2 separate regions of the Mus musculus genome follow, and region 1 is linked to region 2. A link is a contact called in public HiChIP or PLAC-seq data. All regions are on one chromosome and are shown on one strand. Each heading gives the region's core, a stretch centred on a gene start, on an enhancer-like site or on the middle of the called end of the contact. The rest is flanking DNA. Distances are from core to core; before and after follow the strand shown. Region 1 has its middle 8.2 kb from the start of Ralgds. Region 2 has its middle 7.3 kb from the start of Gm39777.

Region 1 (5,880 bases), core at 1,026-3,525, 680 kb before region 2:
GGTGCTTCTAACCAAACTCCTTCAACCAGTTCTGACAAGAAGAGTAAGGAGCCCTAAGGTGCCAACTCCCATGGCCCAGGCCAGGTCTTGGCTGTGACCTGACAGCCTTTCTGGCAAACACTTACCTCAGCAGTGGGTGCCAGCAGAGGTGCCGGGCAAGGTGTCGGAGGAGTGGGAGAGTGGGCAGTGGTGCGGCGGGCAATGGCCCACCGCCTGGCAGTCACCACTGAGACACAGGCAAAGAACACTGAGCCCTTCCTCCCCCTGGGCACAGCAGGCCTAGCATGGACCCGGTCTGCTTCCCGGGCCATAGCAGGGCGAGAACCCAGTGGGGAGTGGGCTCTTTGGCAGGCTGTCGGATACTGTGTCTGTAGCCCGCCTGCCCCAGTGGAGTTGAGCTCCAAGAGTGCCTAGGCCTACTGTCACCTGCATGGCTGTCATACCTGCTGCTGTGACGGGCAGGGCCAGGAATTCCCGCTTGTACCAGGCCACAAGGCAAGCAAGGATGAGTGGCCAGGACTCTGTTCTGGGGTGGCCTAGTCATCTATTGCTAACCTACACCCCTTAGGTAGACCTAGCTCTCTCCTCCTATCCTCTGCCACCAAGACCTCATCCCACGGATCTCCCTTGGGGGGCTGGAACTCTCTACACTGGGATCAAAGCAGCCTTCATCAGGAGCAGAGTCGCCAAATGAGCATAAGCCAGGTCTCGAAGCCCCATGTCACCATTCTAGAAGCCTTTCCTGACCACCTAATTCATAGCTCCTGTCCCGGGTATTTGGCATGGATTTTTTTTAAAAAAACAATTATTTATTTTATGTATATGAGTACACTATAGCTGTCTTCAGACACATCAGAACAGGGCATCGGATCCTATTACAGATGGTTGTGAGCCACCATGTGTCTGCTGGGAATTGAACTAGGACCTTTGGAAGAGCAGTTAGTGCTCTAACCATTGAGCCACCTCTCCAGCCCCTGGCATGGATTTGTTTGTTTGTTTGTTTGTTTGTTTTTGAGACAGTGTCTTGTAGCCCAGGCTGACCTCCACCTTACTATGAAGCCCAGGATGACCTTGAACTCCTAATGCTGGGATTACAGACGCTGCCAGCCCACCGGGCACAGTACTTCATTTTCAGCAGAGACCGAGTAGGGTGGTAAACACTGAGTACTACGCCCACCAAGATTTCAGAAAAGAGACCACAGAAGAAGTAGGTGGGATGTCTGTCCGTCAGGAGCAAGGCAGCAGCTGAGCTGGCGTCAGGCTTTAGAGCAGCTCACCATCCTTCCCCTGACTTTACTGCAAAACAAACACTGGAAGCCACTAACCGAGCTCAACACCCCTCTGACCCAGAAGAACCAGGGTCAGGGGAAGAAGCCTGGCTCCTACAGCCAAGCCCACAGGCTGCTTCTGTCTGCAACCACAGACCTGACCCAAGGCCCACCAAGCCCAGGAGGAAGTAGGCAGAAGCCAGGCTGTATCTTTACCCTCCTGGAACTCTCGCTGGGCTTCCAGCACTGAAGAGGCAGGAAGCCAGTGGTGGCCAGGGACTCTCCAGCTCCCCCAGAGGCACTGCAATCCCCAGTGGGGGTGGCAGAGACCCAGCATCCAGACTGAGCCCGCCAGCACCCTAACTCTGTTCTCTGAGCAATGCACACCCTCTTCCAATGGTCTTCCTGTGACTCTTCCAGAGTGACTGACTGATCAGTGGCTCCAAGCCTTGAGGAGGGAGGGGGCCTCAAGCCTTGGCTCCTGGGCCTGCTTGGTGCTGCCGCCTGCAGGACTTGCAAACACACCACACTCCTCCATATTGGCCTCTCTCTCCTGTGCTACCCACCTAACCACTGGTGTTGGCCGGTACAGGTTTACCGGTGAGAAAGGGGTTTCCCCACAGAGGCCTGTGGAGGAAGTATGAAGGGACCAGAAGGGCAGCGGCATTATGTTTGTGTCTTTGACGGAGCAGCGTTTACATGGACTTCCTGACCACCTGGCCTGTGCAAGATACAATGCCTGCCCCGGATGCAGGCTCCTTATTGCCCGACAGACACTCCCTCCAGCCCTCCCAGCATCTTCCAGGCCTAGCATTCTGATTTCCCCAACCCGCCCCAACCTCAGCTTAGGCTGCAGGGCTTGATCCTGCAGCTACTCTGATTCTCACAGGGCAGGGCTGCCTGGGGCAGCAACACTGAGCAGGCTGAGAGGGCTGGAGGGTCTGAGTCACAGCTAGGTCAAAGAACAGGACCAGAAGGACCAGCTGCCACTCCTGAAGCTGGGGTTCCAGGAGGAGGGACCAAAGAAAGGGAGGAGCCAGTAGCTCCCAGCCCCACCCTGCCACAGGCTGGCCCTGAGAGAGCAGGCCCTTTGTTCCAGGCCCTCGGGAGCCACGTGACACCTGTCACTGTCACTGCCTGGAACGGAGGATGGCCACAGGAGCTCCCAGAGCCACAGAGTGGGCTCAAAGGGCCCCCTGCCACAGGGACAGCGCACCACCCCTGCCTGCACACCAGTGTATATGATCCTGCCCATTCTCTCAGGACGCCCCTGTCATCTGCTCTGTTCTACACACCAGTGGCCCTGGGAGAAGGTACCTGGCCACTCACACAAGCCTGCATGGTGTCCCTAGGCCCAGATGCTAGCGTCTGTGGGGGTACTACCGCTGTGGGAGTGTCTTCCCGCCCTTCACAGGTTGGGGGGGGGGCTCTGAAGGGTGAGAGCCCATTGTTTATAAACAACTGGTAGCTGTGACTCAGCTGTGACTCAGCTGAGTGCTGACTCGCAGAGCTGTTTACAACGCACAGCATCCTGTCCCTGAGGCTGACTGGGGACATGGCTCTGCTCTTCTTTCCTGCTGCCTGCTGACCTGACACTCGGGGTCCTATGGGGGAGTGAGAGGACAGTTCCTCTCCAGGAACTGGGCCCATCATCAAGTCACCCCACACATGTTCCTGTGGTCCGTGCTTCACTGGCTTCTTCTCTGGGGCCAGGGAGAGTGCAGGCCTCAGCTCTGGCCAAAAGGCCCCGAGCAGTGGTGCTATCATTGTCTGTACTCCTCAGCCCCAAAGCAAAATTTACCCATAGAGGGAGTAGATACCACAAAGCCCTGGTCCCCAGTCAGGCCAGGCTTTTAGCTCTTCTCAGTGAACACAAAACATTTTCCACCTAGCCTGAGACAATGCTGAAGCCACCATAGTTATCTTCATGGGAAAGCTGGGGACAGAAGCCCAGAGAAGGCAAACAATCTCCCCAAGGTCACGAGGCCATGGAGATGCTCAGACCCACTCAGGGTCCAGGGCTGCCTGCTTTCTTTTACTCTCAATCAAGTTAAAGATCAGAAAATATTTATGCCTGGTAGCACTGACAGGTGCAGCAAGGCTGCAGGGTTCATGTCACCGAGGGCGGCGGTCTGCCGTGGACAAGCCTGGGCTGGGATACTGACTTCTCTTTCTCCTGGCCACTGTCTGTAACCTGCTTGGTGCCTGGAGTCCCAACTACTAGGTCTGAAGGGCAAATCTTTCCCACTCGTTCCGTAGTTTAGGTCAGTGACCTCGGAGAGCCTTCACTTACAAAAACCACCCAGTGTGGACGTCACTGAGTCACCACAATGAGCCAGGGAAAAGGCTTCTCACAGCCACGCAGCAGGGCCAGTCATCCAGTGCTGCTGGCTGTGGCTGGTGTCCTAGCTGCTCTTCCCAAAATCTCTTGCCTGCCTTAAAAAGACCAGGATGCCTCTGTCCTTGCGGTGTCACCCATGGTCAGGAGGAGCATCTCAGGAACTCCTGGGGTTTTGAAGGGCCAGAGCTTCCAAATGACTTATGGGAAGCTTCATAGAGCCATGGGTGTTTTTTGTTTTGTTTTGTTCTGTTTTTTCGAGACAGGGTTTCTCTGTATAGCTCTGGCTGTCCTGGAACTCACTTTGTAGACCAGGCTAGCCTCAAACTCAGAAATCCACCTGCCTCTGCCTCCCGAGTGCTGGGATTAAAGGCGTGTGCCACCACTGCCCGGTGAGCCATGGGGTTTTGTTGCCTTCTCCTGGCAGTCCAGAACTGGGGAGGCCAAGAGCACAGAAGCACATGCCACACCTGCCCCAGCATGTGGAAGCTGGGCAAAGCCTAAGAGGACCAGGAGCAGGCTGGCAGCTGAGGCCCGCCCCAAGCACAGCAGTACCTCACAAGAGACTGGCTCACCACAGGGCTTCCCTGTGCTGGCAGCCTGCTGCCAGGCCTCCCACCAACCACTGAGTCATGAGATTGCCAAGAAGGGGAGGACCTGAGAATAAGTGCCCGCCCAAGCCACTCCCACTGGCTTTGGGCCCAGCAGGATCCAGCACTGCCAAGAGTTTAAGGCTCCTCTGGGGGTGGGGGTGGGGAGCAGCTGGGATTAGCTCTGCCTCCTGCAGCCTCGGCCTGCCCCTGGGATGTCCGGCAAGTAGCCTCCCTCCAACTGGAAAGATCCAAGTGGCAGCTGTGAGCTAGGATCTGGACAAAATTCTAAGCCACCTGATGGTTTTGTCGGTCTTTTTCCCTTGCTGGTCCTAGCCCACAAAAAGCTAATCTCTGCCTCAGGCAGGCTGTATGTTTAAAAGAAATGTTCAGTGGAAACACTTGTGATAGGGCAAGATGATTTTGTGGGCCACTTGTTCAGAAGAATGGCACCCCAAAGCTGCTTGGGGTTGATCTTCTTTTTTTTTGTTTTGTTTTTTGAGACAGGGTTTCTCTGTGTAGCCCTGGCTGTCCTGGAACTCACTCTGTAGACCAGGCTGGCCTCGAACTCAGAAATTCACCTGCCTCTGCCTCCTCAGTGCTGGGATTAAAGGCGTGCGCCACCACGCCCAGCTGGGGTTGATCTTCTAACCAGACCTTTTTGCTAATTAAGAGCCATGACACCTGGCTGGAGAGATGGCTCACTGCTCTTCTGAAGGTCCTGAGTTCAAATCCCAGAAACCACATGGTGGCTCACAACCATCTGTAATGCGATCTGATGCCCTCTTTTGGTGTATCTGAAGACAGCTACAGTGTACTTAGATATTAGATATAATAATAAATAAATCTTTAAAAAAATTTAAAGCCATGACACCTTTGCAAAATGTAACCAACATGGTGACAAATGCTACAGTTTCTAAACCTGGTCAGTTTTGATACTTAAAAGGTCAAGGGATCTGACCATCTAGGACCACAGGGGTTCCCCAGGCGCCTGAGTTGGTGATAAGCTGGCAAACAGAGCAGATGCAAACCCATCTCTAGAGCTGGGGGACCCTGCTCAGTTGACAGAGCGCTGCCTAGTGTGCACGAGGCTCTGGATCCCATCTCCAGAAATGCATAAACTGGACACAGTGGCCATGCCTATCATCTTGGCACCTGGGAGTTGGGGACAGGGGAAGTGGGAATTTAAGGGCATCTGTGGCTACATATGGAGTTGGAGGCCAGTCAGGGTTATATGAGACCCTATCTCAAAACCAAAATTTCACAATTGCCATAAAAATATCTACCTCTGCTCCTATGACCCTAGGGCATCATGTAAACTTCATGTTTGAAAGGGAGAATGCCTTGGAGGGAGAAGAGCAGGGTGGACACAGAGGAGGCCACAGCAACTGTCACAAGCCAGGAAGCCCTAAGCTTCATGGGCACAGCAGCCCAGTGTCCTGCTTCTCATCTATGTCCACAGCTAAAGTGTGCTTGAAGGCAGAGATGCCTCACAAGTATTGAGAGCTAAGGGGATACACACACGTATAACAGTACACACACCAACACTGCTGTGTCAGCTTGAGGCCTGCCAGGTGGGATGGGATGGGAGCCAGGTGCCCCTGGAGGACTCTGCTCCCGGCATGGGTAGGTACCTGACTTGGCAGACTCATGAGTACCTGCATAGACAGGTGGATCTGATTGT
Region 2 (6,136 bases), core at 2,433-4,932:
TTGGTGTGGTGCCTGAGGAAAGCGGCCCAGCCCCCACTTACTTCCTGTTCTGCTAGAACATTCCACCCCCAGGGGGATCTCAGAGCCCAGCATTCTTGTCTAAATCTGTTTTCTTGCAGAAACATATCTTCACAGACGGATAACATATAGAAGTGGCCAGACCATCTGGGCTGGAGTCCACAGCCTGGGCTGACGTGGTCTGAAAGTTGGACAGGCTACTGGCTCCACACCCAATTGTGCTCGCAAACTTTCCCTGGCCTTTCAAAGTCCAACAACATCTGTGAAAGCCCCCTCCCCAGCTCTGTCTCTGAGACACTCTCATGTCTGGTGGGCGTCATCTTTCCTGTGGAACCCAGGGGTTCAGAGCCTAACACTGCAAACCAGTTGGGAATCCTGGGGTCTCCCCAGCTATTTAAAGGGGTGACTGCAGCTGACTGAGGTTGTGCTCTGGGGTAGTCCTGGTTTTTCCTGTTTACCTAGTCCCCCGTAGGTCCTGGAACCAGCATCCCAGTCCTACCCCGGTGCTGACAAGAAGTCACCACCTTTCTGATGGATGGGCAGGACTCCTGCAGAGTCCACCTTTTCCTAAAATGGAGCAGAAAGTCCCTGCAGAGGTTCTCGGTGGCCCCCAATTGTGCTCACATGACTTGGACTCAACCTCGTGAAACTGGAAGCTCCTTGAGGGAGGATCATGTCCCAGGGGGATTACTGAGCGGAGAGGGAAGTTTCCATGAGAACTGCTTAGAACAGCAGTTCTCAACCCCTTTAGGATTCAAATGATCCTCTCCCAGGGGTCGCCTAAGACTGTCAGAAAACACAGATATTTACATCAGCATTTATCACAGCAGCAAAGTCACAGTTATGAAGTAGCAACAAGGATAATTTTAAGGTTGGGGGGTCATCACACCATGAGGAACTATAATAAAGGGTCACTGCATTAGGAAGGTTAAAACCCAATGGCTTAGAATCATAGTCCTCAGCAGAGCCAACTCTGGGACATTGAACAGGGGCACTGTTGTCAGAAGTCAAAGGGCCTTCCTTGCTAACCATGGAAGTAGTAAACTTGTAATTTACTACAAGTTGCAAGAGGTTCTGAGATTAAGTGAGAAATTCCTGCAATGTTTCTTTTGTTTCTTTCTGTACCTTTCCATGAATGTTCACGCCACTGTGTCACATTCCCCTGGCTAACCCTCTCTCTGTGCAGTTTTAACTGGTGATCTTTTGAAAATCAGAATCTACCAGTACAGAGATGTCCAGAGATTCTTAATCCTCTTGTGCTCAGAGTGCCCAAGAACCCAGGAGCAGGCACAGGCATGGCAGGAGATATTCTACCCAGTAAGACATAACATCTGTGGACCGCTGATCCTCTGGGCTTCTCTGGACAGTTCAAACCTCAGCCTGACCTTTCTCTAGCCCCCAAACCCGAGCTGACTCCAGCATCCTAGGGTAGAGCTTGGCCCGGCCCCTGAATGAGCTAAGCCTCTCATGTCTGGTGTCCAGATGCCCAGCCAGGACCTCCTCTCCTTCACAGGCGATCCTCTGGCCCCTGCCCAGGACTCACATTCCACAGCTTGTCCTCAGGAGACAAAGGCCAGTTCACACAGCTCTGCTGCCTTCTCTGCTAGTCACGCACAGTCAGGGATGTGGGGACCATCAGCCAGGACAGCCAAGGAACCTTCCCTCTCACCTGGGATGAAGCCATGGTTAACTCTAGAGCTGAATGTGAAGACTTAGGGTCAAGAGAACTCAAAACCACCTCCATTCGGTAGAACCAAGCTTAGCAACGGATTGGTGATGCTGGCCAAGACAATGGATAGAGGCCAGGCCTATTTACCAATGCTGGACTTCCACCTGCAGGGTCTATTTTCTGGTCTAGACAGAGCTGAGGAGTCCAGAGCTCTGCCAAGCAGTGTCCTGTGCAGGCAGCTAACAGAAGAAGGGTGGCAATCTAGCCAGCAGCACACCCTCAGCCCTGTAAGGGCAGCCTATGGTTCAAAGTTCCCTGTGAAGCTCAGCCATTGGAGCAATAATAAACAGCAGGTCCTTTCAGAGGTGTAAGTCATCAGAGCAAGCCCTTCTGGATTAGCACTGTTATTTAAGCACTGGCTCTATTGGAAAAGCCTGTCATAGCCTACTGTAGAATTCTTCCCTAGGGAGATGCTAAACAATGTCACCTGGCCTACTGAAGTCCCAGTGACTAACCAAAGTTTGCCCTGGGGAACCAGTGAGTTTACTGGACTCACAGAACATGGGTAAAGGTTCGTGGGCTGGAGCATAGCATAGGTGATCCTAAAGCAGCCAGACTGGAAGATCTGACCCTGCGTGGATAATGGAAGATCTGACCCTGAGTGGATAATGGTGTCTCTCTTAGTTTGGGTTTTGCTGCTATGAACAGACACCATGACCAAGGCAACTCTTATAAGGACAACATTTCATTGAGGCTGGCTTACATGTTTAGAGGGCCAATCCATTATCATTAAGATGGGAGCATGGCAGCATCTAGGCAGGCATGGTGCAGGTGTAGCTGAGAGTTCTACATCTTCATCTAAAGGCTGCTAGCAGAATACTGACTTCTAGGCAGCTCAGATGAGGCTCTTAAAGCCCACACCCACTGTGACATACCTATTCCAACAAAACCACACCTACTCCAAAAAGGCCACACTGACTCCAACAGGGCCATACTTTCTAATAGTGAAACTCCCTGGGCCGAGCTTATATAAACCATAACAGAACCCCCCCATACCACTTAGATAGGAACCCCTCAGCTAAGTCTCCCCAACCTATAAACTTTAGCCCCTCCTAAGACCTTCCAGGTCACACGCAATTAGTGTGAAATTTGAATACAAATGGTGGGAGGAGTGGCTTGATACTAAGGAAAGGGTCCATTGACCCTGCACACGCTTTCTTCCACGAGGAAATGTCAACAGTCCACTGTTCCCATAGTGATTGACATTCATAGGCAGGCACAGCTGATCTGATGAAGATGGCAACCCTTTTGCTCTGAGGACCATGTTTGACAACATTCCATGTGTCTTAGTTAGGGTTTTATTGCTGTGAAGAGACACCATAATCAAGGCAACTTGTATATAGGCAAACATTTATACAGTTTACACATGGGCTGGCTTACAGTTTCAGAGGTTCAGTCCATTATCATCATGGTGGGAAGCATGGCAGTGTGCAGGCAGACTTGGTGCTGGAGAGCTAAGAGTTCACCATCTTGTTCTGAAGGCAGCCAGCAGGAAGATCTCTTCCTCACTAGGTGGGGCTTGAGCACAGGACCTCAAAGTCCACCGCCACAGTGATGCACTTCTTCCAACAAGGCCACACCTCCTAAAAGAAGCACTTTACCATGAGCCAAGCATATGCAAACCACCACACTATATTTTACTTTTGTTACTGGTGTGATAAAATAACAGACACAAGAAAAGGTGTGTTTGGGACTCATTAGGCTTCTTTTGCTATGATAAGCACCATGACCACACGCAACTTGGGGAGGAAAAGGTTTATCTGGCTTGCAATTCATAGTCCATCATGAAAATTAGGAGAGGAACTGGAAGCAGAAACTGAAGCAGAAGCCAGAGAGGAATGCTGTTACCTGGCTTACTCAGCCTGTTTTCTTATAACAGCCAGGGCCACCTGCCCAAGAATGTCACTGTCACTGTGTGCTGGGCCCTCCCACATCGATCATCAGTCAGGAATGTGTCCCACAGAACTGCTCACAGGCTGGTCTAGGGCATTCCCAATGACTCTAGATTGTGTTGTGAAAAAAACCAACAGCGAAGGGTTTATTTGGACTCACAGTTTACAGGTACAGGCCATCATGGTGGGGGTGGCATCGTGAGTACAAAGCAGGAGGGTGTGGCATGGCACCCAGTCAGGAAGCAGGAGGAGACGAGTGCTGGGCTTGGCTCACTGTCTTCTTTGTATTCAGTCTAGGCCTCTATCCCTGTGATGGTTTTGTATACACTTGGCTCAGGGGGTGACACTGTTGGGAGGTGTGGCCTTGTTGGAGTAGGTGTGGCCTTGTGAGTGCGGGCTTTAATACTGGCACCCTAGCTGTATGGAAATGAAGATGTAGAACTCTCAGCTTACCCTGCACCATGTCTGCCTGGACACTGCCATGCTTCCTGCCTTAAAGATAATGGACTGAACCTCTGAACCTGTCAGCCAGCCCCAATTAAATGTTGTCCTTATAAGAGTTGTCATGGTCATGATGTCTGTTCACAGCAGTAAAACCCTATCAAAGACCCATGATGGCACCACTCATACTAGGTTGGGTCTTTAGTTAACACAATTTATAAATCCTCTCCCCAGACATGCCCATAGCTTTGTCTCCTGGGTAATTCTACACCCTGCCAAGTGGACAGTCAATACTAGCCATCACATTGAGATACCCACTAAGCACCTGAGAGCACAAAGGGCCAGAGGTGCCCTGTCCCTCCCCCCCTGGAGTTACAAGGCAGCTGACATCTGTGGGGAACAGAAAAGGTGAGGAATGGCTTCCCAACCCAACCTTCCTGCTGCACTTTCCTGGCTCAACAAACAGGCTCGTCCATGTTCAGATGCCTTCTGTTGGCAGGTGCCCAGATTGACACACAATGGTACTCAAGTGGTGGCTGCTGCGCAGATCTGGGGACAAGTGTCACTGTTGGGCAACAAACTGTTCAGATGGACCTCAGAGCAGAGCTCTTTGTCACCTCCACTACTTGAGCCACTGAACTGTGAAAATGCTGGGTAGGAACCTGTAGGGGGTGCTTCAAGAAACACATTCACTCTCCCATGGTAGTCCAGTCTCCTGACACACTGGGCCACAGCTGAGCTGGAGGCTCACAACAACCACTAGGTACCACATTGTGAACCACAGCTTGGTTTGGCCCTGGCTACTCTGTCACCTTGCCTAGCCCTACCCATTTTCCTCCACTCAACAGAAGGACAAAGTCTCTATCTTGCTGCTGCCCAGGGAAAGTGTCTTTAGCAAGGTGCTTCAGCTGAGTGCTTCTTGCATCCAGAAGCTCAGGTTCTAGACATGGGCATGGCTTTTATGTGTGGCCAGCAGCTCTGAGCCAGCCACAGGGACACTGGAACAAAGGGCCAGGCCTGCCCTCAACTAAATGCTTAAAGGGTAAATGGCACCTAGTGACCCAAAGGATGATGCTATAAAGTACCCAAGGACACCTTACTGAGAGTAAGGCTGGGGCCTAGTCTGAGCAACTTAACCATGTGGGTTACATGAAAGATCCAGATAGATTCACTCTGGCCTTCCCTGCCATGGTTTTGGGAACCCAAAACATCTCTGGAGTGACTACCAGACCTGCCTAAACTCCTGATGCCTAAGGTGGCAGAAGAAGGAGAGACCCTTGCCCCCTGTTGCCAGATTGAAAGAGACCCCAGCATCCACAGAGCAGGGCCCCCGCCTGCTCACTCCAGTCCCCCTCTGTTGAACTTGGCCCTGCGAGCTTCCCTCCCTTTTGCTGTCTCGATCATCCGAACGCAATTTCCTTTCTCGTCTGAGCACTGATTCCTCTCCAGATGGCTTTCTCCCTCTGTCCCCCTCTGCCAGGTCTTGAGCCAAAGCCTATGGCTAAAGGCTAAGCTGAAACATGAGGGTCCCATTAGGAGGGTCGCTGTGCAGCTGGCAGGAAGGTGCCGAGGACGGCACGTGCGTGGAAAGGGAGTCCTCCTGCAGGAGTCTGTTGAGGCTCGCTGGCCACAACGGGTCCTGAGCACATTTTCAGACTGTGAGTCAACAGTTAACGGAATGAGCAAGCCTGACCAATAGCTCTTCCCTGAATGAAAGGAGATTGCTCTGGAGAGGGCTGGCTGGTAACCCAGAGAGGAGTGGGACACCCCCCACATCCAGACTAGCCACCAGAGTGTGGTGAGTTAGATCAGAAGAGGGCTATACATCTTAATCCATTTTCCATAAGGATTTCTAAGACAAAACCAGATGGAACTGGCTATCTCATCACAAAGTTGGATGGTGTGTGTGTCCTCTGTCAGCTTGATGGTGCGTACTATGTAGCTATCACTTTAGCATGAGACAAAGTCCGTTCATCATTGAGTCTTTCTGGGTTTTATCCCATATCAAGCCCTGGAAGTATGAAGGATGAATTAGACAAACGTCTGCAAGGGAAGG

The links. HiChIP or PLAC-seq counts read pairs in DNA pulled down with a chosen protein or histone mark.
Region 1: a contact with region 2 is called in a FOXA1 HiChIP or PLAC-seq map of pancreatic cancer cells. The contact joins two enhancer-like sites. A contact is called at or near these places in 3 of 115 datasets of contacts at active chromatin or transcription factors (embryonic stem cells, epiblast stem cells and pancreatic cancer cells).

What each region holds. Positions count from the first base shown.
Region 1 is chr2:28,522,281-28,528,160 of GRCm38.p6, reverse strand. It overlaps a transcript of Ralgds not described here. Among named protein-coding and RNA genes, the nearest start is that of Ralgds, 8.2 kb to the left of the region's middle. RefSeq lists an enhancer at 1,215-3,802. Within about 2 kb of position 2,275, at least 344 of the 459 cell types and tissues checked have an H3K27ac peak or open chromatin away from gene starts, as enhancers often do. A contact at or near this core is called in pancreatic cancer cells, where this site is marked.
Region 2 is chr2:27,842,602-27,848,737 of GRCm38.p6, reverse strand. No RefSeq gene overlaps it. Among named protein-coding and RNA genes, the nearest start is that of Gm39777, 7.3 kb to the right of the region's middle. Within about 2 kb of position 3,682, at least 14 of the 459 cell types and tissues checked have an H3K27ac peak or open chromatin away from gene starts, as enhancers often do. A contact at or near this core is called in pancreatic cancer cells, where this site is marked.